Linked DNA regions of Pan troglodytes: region 1 is linked to region 2. The links are chromatin contacts, called in public HiChIP or PLAC-seq maps. All regions are on one chromosome and are shown on one strand. The core of a region is the stretch at or near the end of the contact, and the rest is flanking DNA. Distances in the headings are between cores, read along the strand shown.

Evidence for each region. HiChIP or PLAC-seq counts read pairs in DNA pulled down with a chosen protein or histone mark.
Region 1: an H3K4me3 HiChIP or PLAC-seq map of stem cell-derived excitatory neurons shows a contact between it and region 2, with 2.9 times the contacts expected there. The contact joins the promoter of C8G here to the promoter of PAXX in region 2.

The regions. Positions count from the first base shown.
Region 1 is chr11:1,508,720-1,515,605 of NHGRI_mPanTro3-v2.0_pri, reverse strand. C8G (complement C8 gamma chain) reads left to right here and starts at 3,327. Exons shown (of 7, transcript XM_016962201.3): 1 at 3,327-3,605; 2 at 3,850-3,986; 3 at 4,145-4,215; 4 at 4,301-4,408; 5 at 4,681-4,782; 6 at 4,867-4,905; 7 at 4,984-5,259. The coding sequence starts at 3,468. The coding sequence ends at 4,997. It overlaps FBXW5 (F-box and WD repeat domain containing 5), which reads right to left and starts at 2,862. Exons shown (of 9, transcript XM_016962200.3): 1 at 2,718-2,862; 2 at 2,015-2,230; 3 at 1,470-1,627; 4 at 891-1,065; 5 at 669-817; 6 at 174-594. The coding sequence starts at 2,207.
Region 2 is chr11:1,458,526-1,464,941 of NHGRI_mPanTro3-v2.0_pri, reverse strand. It overlaps PAXX (PAXX non-homologous end joining factor), which reads left to right and starts at 4,077. Exons shown (of 7, transcript XM_016962207.4): 1 at 4,077-4,308; 2 at 4,386-4,446; 3 at 4,671-4,720; 4 at 4,799-4,989; 5 at 5,089-5,157; 6 at 5,325-5,409; 7 at 5,511-5,721. The coding sequence starts at 4,190. The coding sequence ends at 5,550. CLIC3 (chloride intracellular channel 3) reads right to left here. Exons shown (of 6, transcript XM_520422.9): 6 at 6,380-6,416.

The sequences.
Region 1 (6,886 bases), core at 2,078-4,577, 51 kb before region 2:
TTTGTTTTCACTGCTCATCCCACAGGCCCCAGGTCTGGGCTTGTGACCCCAGGGGCGAGTGAACGATCCCAGCTTTGCCTGTGGACTTGCTTGCCGTCTGCCCCTCAGGACCCCTGCCCGGCCTCCCCCAAGCTCCTAGGACCGAGGCGGGCAGCATGGTGGCAGGGGTGTACCGATCTGGTGTGGGGAGTAGGTGAGGCAGCCAGTGGTGAAGATGAGGTACTTGCTCCTGGCGCCTGTGGCACTGCGCTCGGGTGGCTTGGTGTGCCCCTGGGCCAGCAGCTCGGCCACCTTGGTCTCTAGCACGCGCTCCGACAGCTGTGGCTGCGCCCGCCCCTCCAGCACGCGGTCCAGAAAGTGCCGCAAGCCCTCCTTGGCGTGGGCGGGGGCCGGGCCAGCCACCACCTCCTCGTTGTCGCTGCCTAGGTCAAAGATGCGGCAGGGGGACGTGGCCGGGTCGCCGGCTTCCAGCAGCAGGTCAGGGCTGTCGAAGCGGCTGCAGTCGGCCACCATCACCGTGCGGACGGTGCTGGCATTGAGGTTCTGGATCTTGAACAGCCGCTTCACCACGTTGACGTTCTCTGACTCCACGTCCTGGGGGCGGGGGCACGTGCCAGGTGGGCGCCAGGCCCCGGGGAGGGCAGCCCCGCCCCTAGCCCCGCACGCACCTGGAAGGCATTGTTGAGCCACAGCACCGAGCAGGAGGTGATATCTCCGATGCGGTGCAGGTTCCCCGAGATGAGGCTGGTCTCGGTGAGCCAACAGCCGAACACGTCGTAGGGCTTGTTCCGCACGCGGGACAGCAGCGCGAAGGAGTCTGTGGGGAGGCCGGGGCTGGACAGGCTGTCGGTGTGGGGCGGGGGCAGGGTCAACCCGCCGCCCGTGCTCACCTAGGCTGATGACAGCGATCTCGCCGGACGAGGAGTTGTGCGGCCCCAGGAACACCCCCGAGGCCAGCAGTAGCGAGTCGTCCTTGTTGAACTGGGAGAACTGGGTGTAGCTCCAGTTGTAGGGCCGCATGTCCGCGCTGTGCAGCAGCGAGATGGTCAGGTCGTTGCTCCAGATCTGTACGGCAGGGGCGGCTGTAGTGATCGCCTGGCCAGGTCACGGGGCGGGGGCCTGCTACTACACGGCCATGAGGCCCCAGCTCTGCCAGCCCTACTCAGAGGCCACCAGGGAGCAAGGACCCCTTCCAGCCACTGTCATCCACTCGGGGGGCATTGGTATAGAGCGGAGGAGCCTGCCCCTGGAGCAGGTGGCTGTGTGTGGGACCCTCTCCTCAGCACTCAGGGCCACCCTGCACCGCTCCTGATCCTCTGTGGTCCCTCCGCTGGATGCAGGGAGGCTGCTGTGTCACCTCTGGCCTGACCCACCCCCCCCACCACCACCTGGTTGGAACGCCTGGGTCCTGGGACCTCCGTGCTGCGGCAGAGCTGGGTGGGGTGTGCAGGACACCTGGCGGTCCTCACCTTCACAGTGCAGTCCTTGGAGCAGGACGCGAACTGGTACCCGGAATGGGAGAAGCTGAGGTGCAGGACCTGGTCTGTGTGTTCCCGCAGCGTCTGCACCTCCACGCAGGGCACCGTGTCATACAGCCGCTGGAACTCCTCGTACCAGGACATGGCCGCTGCGGGTGGGCAGTTGTCAGTCCTGGGCCCGGGCCTTCCTCCTCGCAGTTACGGCCATGAGCTGAGTGTGGCCCCAGCAGTCCTGGCAGGCCCCGTGGTGCCCCTGGAACCCACTAGTCATGGCATAGGCCTCGGCTGGGGGATTCAACCCTGTAGCTCACAGAGACCCCTGTACCCCCCACCCCCCAAGTGACCTAGTGAACCCTCTGGCCTCCAAGCTCTGAGGGGCGCCTGTGCTGTGTCCGGACAGGCCTCCATCAGGGTGTGAGGGTGTGAGCATGCACACTCGGGGCCGCGGGGCGGGTCCCCAGCCAGGCTGACCCCCAAGCGCAGGGGCCCGGGGCCCTGGCTGCAGAACGTGGGTAGGCGCCCCACACGCCACTGACCTGGGTGTCGGGGCACGTCGCGGGCCACCTGGTAGTAGCGGTAGAACTGCTCCCTCCACAGGAACTCGTCCCGCGACACGGCCTGCCATTGGCGGCACACCAGCCCGGCGGCCAGCACGTCGGCCGGGCCCAGGCTCAGGAAGATCTGGTAGACCAGGCTGTCGGGGAGCAGGGGCGTGCCGCCCTCGTCCATCGTGACATTCTGCCCAGGCGGCCCTGAAACCCACCAACGGCTGCCCTCAGCCCAGGCCCGGGAAGGGAGGCCGAGAGCAGGCGTCCTGTTCCTCCAGCCCCAACCGTCCCGCCGGGAGTTCCACGGGGCTGCGTGTCTGCAGGGGACGCCCGGGCACCGCCGCCCAACCAAGGACCCGGCAGCTCCGGGCGGGCCGGGCCGGCCCCTCTCCGCCGCGTCATCCCCCGGCCTCCTGCGGCCGGCAGCGGGCGCCCCTCAGCCCGCCAGGGCCCGGACCGCCGCACGCGAAGCACGGGGACACCAGGCGCCGTCCGGGGACGGGCTTCCACCGAGAGGAAGCTCGGGGCGGCCAGGCAGTGGCCTCCGCCCTGCGGCCCTGGAGAAGCTCTGCCCGGCGGGCTCGGGGCGGACGGCGGGGACGAGCGCACGGGCGGCCTCGGGGCTCCTGCACTCGCCCAAGGCGGGCGGGGCCGACGAGGCGGGACCCCCGAGGGCCGCAGGCGCACTCACCACGGCCGCCTCCGCCCGCTGCGCCGCCCCCGCCCTGCGCGACCCGGACCCGCTTCCGCTGCAGCAGCCGCTCGGACCGCCGCCCCCGCCCAACGGGGAGCCCGCCAGGCTCGACGCCACGAGCCCCGAGGCATCGATGGCCGAGGAAGGCAGAGCGCGCGGGTAGCCCGCATCCGCCCCTCGTGCGCCTGCGCCTTGGGCTCCGGCGGCCTGGCCGGCTTTTCTTTGTGCGCCTGCGCGCACTCGGGCGCGTTAGAAACAGCGCCCCTTGTGGCCAGCGGGCGGCGGTCGTGGGCGGGGTTGCAGGCGAGGCTCAACGACCGCTGGTTCGGGACCCGCCTCCGGCGCTCCCTGTTGCCGGGCCCTGAGCAAGTGGCTTCGTGAACCCCGTGACGTTGGCCATGGAGATAAGACCACTGGGTGATGGTTTAAGGAAGATAACGTGTAAAGGGCTAAGGACTGTCAGTGGAAATCAGGGGTGCAGGAGAAATGGATAAACAGCCAGAGGTCAACTCGGACTTTGTACGTGGGACATGGTGCCAGGGCCCTGCCAGGAAGTGCAGATCGAAGCTAGGCTCACGAGGAGGCTGGAGGTGGGGGGTGGGGCTGGCCCAGGGCTGGGGTTGGGGAGGCAACGGATGGACATGGACTTCCTGGGCTGGGCTCTGTGACAGCAGAGTAGACTCTGTCCTGGGACTTGGTGGTGCTACCCTTGGCCTCCCACAGTCCTGCCACCCTGCCGCCGCCACCATGCTGCCCCCTGGGACTGTGACCCTCTTGACTCTGCTCCTGGCAGCTGGCTCGCTGGGCCAGAGGCCTCAGAGGCCACGCCGGCCCGCATCCCCCATCAGCACCATCCAGCCCAAGGCCAATTTTGATGCTCAGCAGGTAGAAGTTGTGGGGGGTAGAGGGAGGAACGTGAAGTTTTTGGGCCGGGGGAGGAGGGTAGAGGGAGGCAGGTAGAAGTTGTGTGTCAGGGGGGAGAGGGTGAAGTTGTGGGAGGGGTAGAGGGAGACAGGTAGAAGTTGTTGGGGGGGGAGAGGGAAGCAGGTGAAGTTGTGGGGGGTGTAGAGGGAAGCAGGTGAGGGGCCCTCCCACAGTGCCCTCGAGTTCTCCCATGGTCTGCCCCCAGTTTGCAGGGACCTGGCTCCTTGTGGCTGTGGGCTCCGCTTGCCGTTTCCTGCAGGAGCAGGGCCACCGGGCCGAGGCCACCACACTGCATGTGGCTCCCCAGGGCACAGCCATGGCTGTCAGTACCTTCCGAAAGCTGTGAGTCCCAGAGCAGCCCTGCACCCTAACCCCAACCCTCCTCTCAGCCCCCAGACTTCAGCCCTGCTCTGGCCCCTGACCCCACCCCGGCTGTGGCCTGGACTACGATTCCTGGATGGGGTCTCCCAGCCTGTGGTGCCTCCTCCCCGCCCCCCCAGGGATGGGATCTGCTGGCAGGTGCGCCAGCTCTATGGAGACACAGGGGTCCTCGGCCGCTTCCTGCTTCAAGGTGAGGCAGGGGCTGCAGGGCATGTGGGTGGGGGATGACGCAGCCACTGTGGCTCTCTGACGTGGCTACCGTGGCTCTGCCCCAGCCCGAGGCGCCCGAGGGGCTGTGCACGTGGTTGTCGCTGAGACCGACTACCAGAGTTTCGCTGTCCTGTACCTGGAGCGGGCGGGGCAGCTGTCAGTGAAGCTCTACGGTATGTGGGGGCCAGCCTCTGTGACCAGGCAGGCGCTCAAGCTCTGCACACTCACTGGGCCACCCCGAGGGGCTGGGTGAGCCCATGGGGACACACTTCCTTTCTCCCATCCTGACCCTCCTGCTAAGCAGGGGCCCAGGGAGTAGTGACAGACAGGCCTGGTGTGGGAGCAGGGAGAGGGCCCCGAGGGGGCGGGGGACACACAGACCCCGTTCCCAGAGCCCTCCACGCCGCCTGGTGCCAGGACCCCAGGAACCCTGTCTGCCCTGCAGCCCGCTCGCTCCCTGTGAGCGACTCGGTCCTGAGTGGGTTTGAGCAGCGGGTCCAGGAGGCCCACCTGACTGAGGACCAGATCTTCTACTTCCCCAAGTACGGTGAGTGTCCCCAGCAGGTCCCCAGCTCAGCCACCCCCACTCTCTGGGCTGATGTCCAGCCTGACCCCTGCCTTGGGCCCCCAGGCTTCTGCGAGGCTGCAGACCAGTTCCACGTCCTGGACGGTGAGTGCACAGCGGGGCAAGCATGGCGGCGTGGTGAGGGGGGCCACTGCCACCGGCTGAGTCTCGTCTCCGCTGCAGAAGTGAGGAGGTGAGGCCGGCGTGGTGAGGGGGGCCACTGCCACCGGCTGAGTCTCATCCCTGCTGCAGAAGTGAGGAGGTGAGGCCGGCACACAGCTCCAGTGCTGAGAAGTCAGTGCCCCGAGAGACGACCCCACCAGTGGGGTGCCCGCTGCCCGTCCTCTGTGAAACCAGCCTCAGATCAGGGCCCTGCCACCCGGGGCAGGGGATCTTCTGCTGGCTGCCCCAGAGGACAGTGGGTGGAGTGGTACCTACTTATTAAATGTCTCAGACCCCTCTCTGACTCTTCTGTCCACTCTGGACCGGCGCCAGTACCACCAAGGCCCTCTCTGCCCCCACCCCGCCTCTTTAAAAGCCTGGCGCTCCCTGTTGGCTGGAGTCCACGCAGTGGGCACTGGGCCGATTTCAGCGGCTCTTGGGATTTGGGAGGGGAGATCCTCTCTGGCATATGCCCATCTTGTGCCCTGCTGGGACCTGGGGGCGTCCAGCCTCACTCCAAGGCTGCTCTTGCCTGGGCCATTGTCCTGCAGCCCCCGGGCTGCTCCTCCGCCCCCATGGGAGGCCAGCTGTCTCCCGTCACTGCCCATTTTGGCCTCTTCCGAGCCGAGCTGGCACCAGCTGGCCCGTGTTGGTGGCAGCAGTTGGTGCTGTCCACCCACAGCCACTGCACTCTCTGCACACCTCATCCACTACCACGTCCCCCGTGAAACCAGGAAGCAGAAGAGAATGTGGGGGTGGGCCAGCTCTGCCCTCGGGGCAGCCCCTGGGCTAGGGCCGGAGAATATCAGGAACCCGGCATGGCTTGGCCATGCTGGGCCTGGACCTGGCCGCTAAGCTGCTCCTCTCAGGCCCTGCCTGCGGCCACTGGCATTTGTTTGATAAGCATTTCTGAAGGCCCACTGTGTGCTGGGCCCTGGGACCACCAGGTGGGCTGGTCCCTCCCCCTAGGAACTTACAAGTCCGGGGATCAGCCACCAATCAGCCACAGTGGGCAGGGATGGGAGGAGAAGGCACCTTGGAGTTGGTCCCAAAGCACACGGCCTGGGTGGGGGCAGGGAGGAGCCAGCAGCTGCTCCAGGGGGTCCCCATCCCACGGGCAGGGCTCCCCCTGCTGTGCCCACCTGTTCACTAAGCTGCTAGACCCCAGGAGGGCAGGCAAGTCAGGTGGTGGGAAGGGGAGGCAGGGGCCCTGACTGCCGGGACCTGGGAAGGAGAAGGGCCCAGGAGGTCGTACCCTTGCATCGCCTTCCCCCACTCCAGCTCCATGTCCCAGAGACCCATGAGATAGCAGGGCGCAACAGAAGGGCTCAGGGTTCAGAGCTGGCAACGCCGGGAAGACTCTAGGCCTGAGCCCCAGGAAAGCCTCCTCCATGCCTGGCCCCACATCCCCCAAACAGAAAGTGAGGGTCTCATCTGGGGGCAGGAGGAGTCGGGTAGCTGGCCACGGTCACAAGCTTCAGGGAGGGCTGAATGTCCGAGGGGTGGCGCCAGAGACCCACCCGATGACCTTGGGTGCTGTGGTTGGTGGCAGAGTGGCCCAGCCTGACCCTCCACGCCTCTGACTGCAGGGCTGGGTGGGTTCCCGCACTGAGTGAAGTGCGTGGCCACTTGGCTGTGTGCTCTGGGACCAGAGGATGTGCAGCGCAAGGATTACAAAGCATTTCATTTTCACAGACGCATTGAATGAGCTCTAGTTAAATTTCAAACACTACATAAAATCACGATAGCTCTGTGTGAATCATTGTTCTTTAAAATAGTTTGCATAATTTGGCTGGGCGTGGTGGCTCACGCCTATAATCCCAGCACTTTGGGAGGCTGAGGCGGGTGGATCACTTGAGGCCAGGAGTTCAAGACCAGCCTGTCCAACATGGTGAAACCTTGTCTCTACTAAAAATACAAAAAT
Region 2 (6,416 bases), core at 2,828-5,327:
AATCTCAGAGCTTTGAGAGGCCGAGGCGGGCGGATCACCTGAGGTCGGAGGTCGGGAGTTTGAGACCAGCCTGACCAACATGGAGAAACCCTGTCTCTACTAAAAAATACAAAAATTAGCCAGGTGTGGTGGTGGGCATCTGTAGTCCCAGCTACTCGGGAGGCTGAGGCAGGAGAATCGCTTGAACCTGGAAGGCAGAGGTTGCAGTGAGCCGAGATCGCACCACTGCACTCCAGCCTGGGCGACAGAGCGAAACTCCGTCTCAAAAAAAAAAAAAAAAAAAAGTATCTCAGAGAAGGACGTGGTGGAAGCCAGTGGAAAAGCTGCTGCCAGTAGATGAAGCTGGCCCGATGTGAGCCACGAAACAGAACATGACACTAGGGTGTGAGCCAAAGTGTAAAATAAACACCTGAGGTCCACACGGACCCAGCCTGAGGCTAGTTAAATGAAGGTTTTGCAGTTTTCTCGTCATGTTTTGGAACTAATCTTTGTTTCTGGTCTTGTGTCAGTTCCTACAGCTGCCACAAATTATCACAAACTTGTAGCTTGAAGCCAGAGTTCAAAATCAGTTTAATAGGGTCGAGGTATCAGCCGGGCTGTGCTCCCTCCGAGGGCTCTAGGGGAGAAACCTTCCTTGCCTCTTCTAGCTTCTTTGTCTTCTTTTTTTGTTGTTGAGACAGAGTCTTGCTCTGATGTCCAGGCCAGAGTACTATGGCGCGATCAGATCACTGAAGCCTTGAACTCCTGGGCTCAAGCAGTCCTCCTGCCTCAGCCTCCTAAGTAGCTGGGACTACAGGCATGCATCGCTATGCCTGGCTAATGTTTTCTTTTTAGAGATGGGTCTTGCTGTCTTGCTCAGGCTGGCCTTGAACTCCTGGCCTCAAGCAGTCCTCCCACTCTGAACTCCCAAAGCACTGGGATTACAGGCATGAGCCACTGGGCCTGGCCTCTTCTGGTGTGATACCCTACCTTGTTTCCACCTGAGTGACCCATCCTCTGGCAGAGAGAGAGCCGGACACACTCCATTTTAGTTTCTTCACTTGCGGCCCCCTTTCACCTTCCTCCCTGAAGGCATAGCTAGTGTAAACTGACTCAAAGCACGTCCAGGAATGCACCTACTGATAAGACATTGAGGCAAGCTGCACCAGCAGCTCCTGGGGACACGCGCGGTGGATGGCACCCCAAACCCCTGCATTTATCTCTTTGTGATAGTTTAAGCCCCTGCACCTGGAACTGTTTATTTTTTGTAACTGCATTTGTAACCAATTCATTTTTTTAACTTTTTGCCAGTTCTGCTTCCGTAAAAATTGCTTCAGCTAAAATCCCCCCTCCCCTATTTAGACCACGGTATAAAAACAAAACTAGCCCCTTCCTCAGGGCCGAGAGAATTTTGAGCGTTAGCTGCCTCTCAGTCGCGGCTAATAAAGGACTCTTTAATTTGTCTCAAAGTGTGGCGTTTCTGTATAACTCGCTTGGTCACAACACTGGCTTCTGATAGCAGCCTGTAATCCTTGGCTTGTGGGCTGCATCACTCCAGTTCCTCCCTCCATGCCACGCTGCCTTCTTTTCTGTCTCAAAGCTTCCTCTGCCTCAATTTTAAAAGGCCCTTGAGATGGCACTGAGGGCCTCCCTGGGCAATCCAGGATAATCACCCCATCTCAAGGGCATATCTGCAAACACCCCTTTCTTTTCTTTCCTTTTTTTGGGGGGAAGGGGAGACAGGATCTCACTCTGTTGCCCAGGCTGGAATGCAGTGCCCAGCATCTTCCATACGCAACAGCATTCACAGGTCCCAGGGATTAGGGCCTGATATCTGGGGCCTGCTACAGCCAGCATCTCAGAGTTCACATGACAAAGAAGAGGCCCCCCCAGTCCTCTCCAAATCTGCCCCACCCCAGTCATCTTGGGGATGAATCTCCCCTTTCCACTCTTCCCAAATGCCAGGGCCATCCTTGATTGTTCTTTTTCTCCTCCTCCCTCCACCTCCAGTCCGAGCCCATGGTCCACCCCTCTCCTCTGCAGCCCCCGTCCTCTCTCCTCACAGCACAGAATACGGACTTCACACACATAAGTCAGACGTGCCACTTCCCATCCACCCCTGCTTAAACCTCCAACAGCCACCACCCCCCATTCATTCATTCACAATGTTTATTCAGTGTCTGTATGTGCCAGCCATTGTGTAAGCGCTGAAGAGACGGATACACTGGCAGGTAAAACAGACAGAAATCCCTGCCCTCATGGACCTCCTGGGGTGATGGACAATAAGCAGGGTAAATAAGTGTATTGGTGGTCACTTACTGCAGAGTGACAGGTTACCCCAAATGCAGCTGCTTAACCAGCAGCCATGCATTATCTCCCAGTGTCAGCCAGGCAGGACTCTGGGCCTTTGACACAAAGTTTCAGGAGGCTGTCGTCAAGCTGCCGGCCGATGATGTGGTCTCATGGGAAGGCTCAGCTGGGGCGTCAGCTTCCCGGTTCCCTTGCTGGCCATGGTCATCCCCTTAGGGCTGCCTCATGTCACACCCAGCAATTCAAGAGCAATTTTGTCCTATTCTAGTTGCCAGAAGCAAGTCATTAATAAAGTCCAGCCCAAGGGGAGGGGAGTGCAGAAAAGTCTAAACCCAGGAGGGTATAACAGGGGGTTAGCTGCCAGAATAAAGCAAGCCAAAGTGTACTTTCTACAGTGAGAAGTGTGAAAAATAGGGAAATGACAGGAGAGAGGGATGTGAGAGCTGGGCAGCATGCTGAAATGTCAGAACAACACCAGGGAAGGTCTCACTAAAGTGACTTTTGAGTAAAGACCTGAAGGAAGCATGTGAGTCTGGGGAAAGGGTGTGCCAGGCAGAAACAGCAGCATGTGCAGAGGCCCAGGGGGCAGGAGCCAGGACTGGGAGTGAACTGGGAAGCAGGAGGAGGTGAGGCAGGCTTGCTGTGGGAGCACTCCGATATGGAAGCATAGCTTACAGACCCACTGGCCCTCCCCACAGCACCATGCTGCCAACCTGGCCTTCTTGCCGAGCCTTGAACAGAACCGTTATTTATGTGGCCAGGCCTCTGCCTGGGATCTCCCTGTCCCTGGTGGGAGCCATCCTCTTCCTCCTGCCCTCATAGCACCCGCTGCAGTTTCTTCTGGAACTTGGCCCTGCCTGAGAATGTGGTGTCTCTCCTATTGGATCCTAGAAGCTCCAGGGAGTCAGAGACCTTGTCTGTTGATCGATATCCAGGCCTAGGACAACAGGCACGTAGGAGGAGCTGGAGGAATACCATGCGCGGGACAGAGAGCGCAGAAGCCTTCTTCCCTGGAGATCGCTCTGTACTGTGACTTCTTTTTTTGTTTGTTTGAGACGGAGTCTCGCTCTGTTGCCCAGGCTGGAATGCAGTGGCGCGATCTCGGCTCACTGCAACTTCCACCTCCCTGGTTCAAGCAATTCCCCTGCCTCACAGGCGTGCGCCACCACACCTGGCTAATTTTTTTGTATTTTTAGTAGAGACGGGGTTTCACCATGTTGGCCAGACTGGTCTCGAACTCCTGACCTCAGGCAATCTGCCTGCCTCGGCCTCCCAAAGTGCTGGGATTACAGGCGTGAGTCACCTTGCCGGACCAACCATAACTTCTTACAATTAGAGTTAGGAAGCTTCCGGTTTGTGTGTGAAGACGATGGAAGGGCGGGGCTCCAGGATGTATCCGCAGAGCCACGGAGGGAACCTGGACTCGGCTGGACTTGGAGCCGGGGCGGGGGCGGGAGGGGGCGAGGTTCGAGTGGGGCTGCTCGCGGGCGCGAGGGCCAGAGCCCGGGATCGCGCCGTGGAGCCCACGACCGGCGAGGCCAGCGCTGGGGGCAGGGCCTCTGGATCCCTGACCCAGGACGCCCTGCTCCGGCCCGCCCCGCGCACTAAACTCGGCCTCTAGTCGCCTGAAGCCCGCGCGGGTACCGGGTCCGCGCGGCCGGGCCTGTGCCTTTAGCCCCGCCCCGAATCCCCCCACCCTCATAACCCCGCCCCTAACCCCGCCTCCATATACAGACCCCGCCCCCAACCAGACTCCGCCCCGCGCAAGCTCCCTAAGCCCCCGACTGGCCTGCACCCGGCTCCGGAAGTCGTTCTTCCGCGCAGGAGCCCTGAGCCCGCACAGCCCCGCCCCTCCCGGCGCCCAAGCCCCGCCCCGCCGGGTTCCCGCTCGCCCAGCGCCATGGATCCGCTGTCGCCGCCGCTCTGCACGCTGCCGCCGGGCCCCGAGCCGCCCCGCTTCGTGTGCTACTGCGAAGGGGAGGAAAGCGGGGAGGGGGACCGCGGCGGCTTCAACCTCTAGTGAGTGGGGGTCCGCGGGGAGGTAGGGGTGCAGGGAGCTCCGCGGGCGGCCCCGCCTGACAGGCCTTCTCCCCCAGCGTGACCGACGCCGCGGAGCTTTGGAGCACCTGCTTCACACCGGACAGCCTGGCGGCCCTCGTGGGTAACTGGGCGGGTCTGGGAGCCGCCACACCCCTCCTTGCAGTGCAGATCGTCTATGGGGTGACAGACATCTGGGATTCCCCAGAAGGCTCTGACACCCTCTGCCCGCCCTGTAGCTGTAGTCCTCACATTGGCTAGGGCTCTGGGGTCGGGCAGGTTTCGGGTGCTCCCAGTGGGCCTCGGGTTCCAGGCAGCTGGTGACAAGCCCCTGTGCTCTCTAGAAAGCCCGTTTTGGCCTGAGTGCGGCTGAGGACATCACCCCCCGGTTCAGGTGAGACCCAAGCAGGGAGGAAGGACGGGTGGGGAGGAGGAGGGTCTGCCACAGCTCTCCGCACCTCTCCTCTCCCAGGGCAGCCTGTGAGCAGCAAGCTGTGGCTCTGACTCTGCAGGAGGACAGAGCATCCCTGACGCTTTCAGGGGGGCCCTCGGCACTGGCCTTTGACCTCTCCAAGGTACCAGGCCCAGAGGCAGCCCCCAGGCTGCAGGCGCTGACACTGGGCCTGGCAAAACGCGTGTGGAGCCTGGAGCGGCGACTGGCAGGTAGGATTGGGGGTGGGCACCTCATACCTTCACTGGGGTCCCCTGCTCTTGCCCCCACTCCTGGCACTGAGTGGGGTTCCCATGGGCTTTCCTCCCCAGCTGCAGAAGAGACAGCTGTCAGCCCGAGGAAGAGCCCCCGGCCTGCAGGGCCTCAGCTCTTCTTACCAGGTAAGGCATGTCCGCCTGTGACTCAAGTAGGGCTGTGCTCTTTAACCTGGAACTCAGTTTCCCCCAAACAAGACTCACGCTCCAGAGAGAATGCCTATCTATTCGGAGAAGGTTGTGGTTGAGATGCTGCCAGGTTCAGGAGCTGCCCCTGTCCTGTTTTCCCCCAGACCCAGATCCCCAGAGAGGTGGCCCTGGACCTGGAGTCAGGAGGCGGTGTCCAGGAGAGTCGCTCATCAACCCCGGGTTCAAGAGGTACCCTCCCACAGGCCCCTTCCTGCGCCCAGGGTCCAATCCTGGACCCCACCCCTTTCTCCACACCATAGTGCCATAGTGACACCCCTCTCCCCTCCCAGTAAGAAACCAGCTGGTGGCGTGGACTTCGATGAGACCTGAAGGTGCAGCACAAGCGTGGCCCCGCGGGGAGTCCGCCTGTGAGGGGAGAGGCAGTCTTTGAGGCCCCCATCAGAGACCCCCCGCCACCACCTCCACCTGCCTGTCCTGGGCCAGGACTAAGACGGCTCCTCAAATTCCTTCCCTGTCAAATAAACAGCTCCCTTGGTTGGAGGCTCTGGTGGGGCTCTGACTCCTGGCACTGGCCTGGGAAGGGATCAGGGAACACCCCTGGGCCTGTGTTCTGGGTGTAGGGCCACAGGATGTGAACAGATGCTGCAGCCTCTCAGCTCCCTGGAGACTTCCTTGCTGGGCCGGAGGGAGGTGAGCACTCTCAGACCGTCCAGCTATTCCAGCCCTGCCAGCCCAGGAGCTGAGAGGGGCCCAGCCAGGCAGGGCCAGGGCTCCCCAAGGCTTAGAACTTTGTTCCCACCCTCCCAGGCCGCACCCAGGTAGGGCACGGAGCCCCGTGGGAGGATGCAGACAGAAGTCCCGTGCAGACCCTGAGACACTGGAAGTGCCCTGCGGGGAGGGGAGCGCCTGCCCCGGGACAGGATTGAGGAATGTGCCAGCCCCCATCCACCTGGGGCACCCCGCCCCACCCCGGCCTGACTGGTTTGGGAGCCCAATCCGGTCCTGGAGATCCCTGAGGCCACCGGTTGCAGGAGGCCTGGAGTCTGCGCCTTCTTAGCATGGAGGATGGGACCGGCCCGACCCCCGGCCCTCCTGCCTCTGTGGTTCTGGGCTATCGGGCTGAGCGTCCCACCCTGGGGTTTGGGGATGGGAAGTGATCACGAGACCTCTGGCCCCTCAGATGTCAGGACACCCTCACTCCCGACAAAGATGCCTTTATTGGGCGACAGACGCGG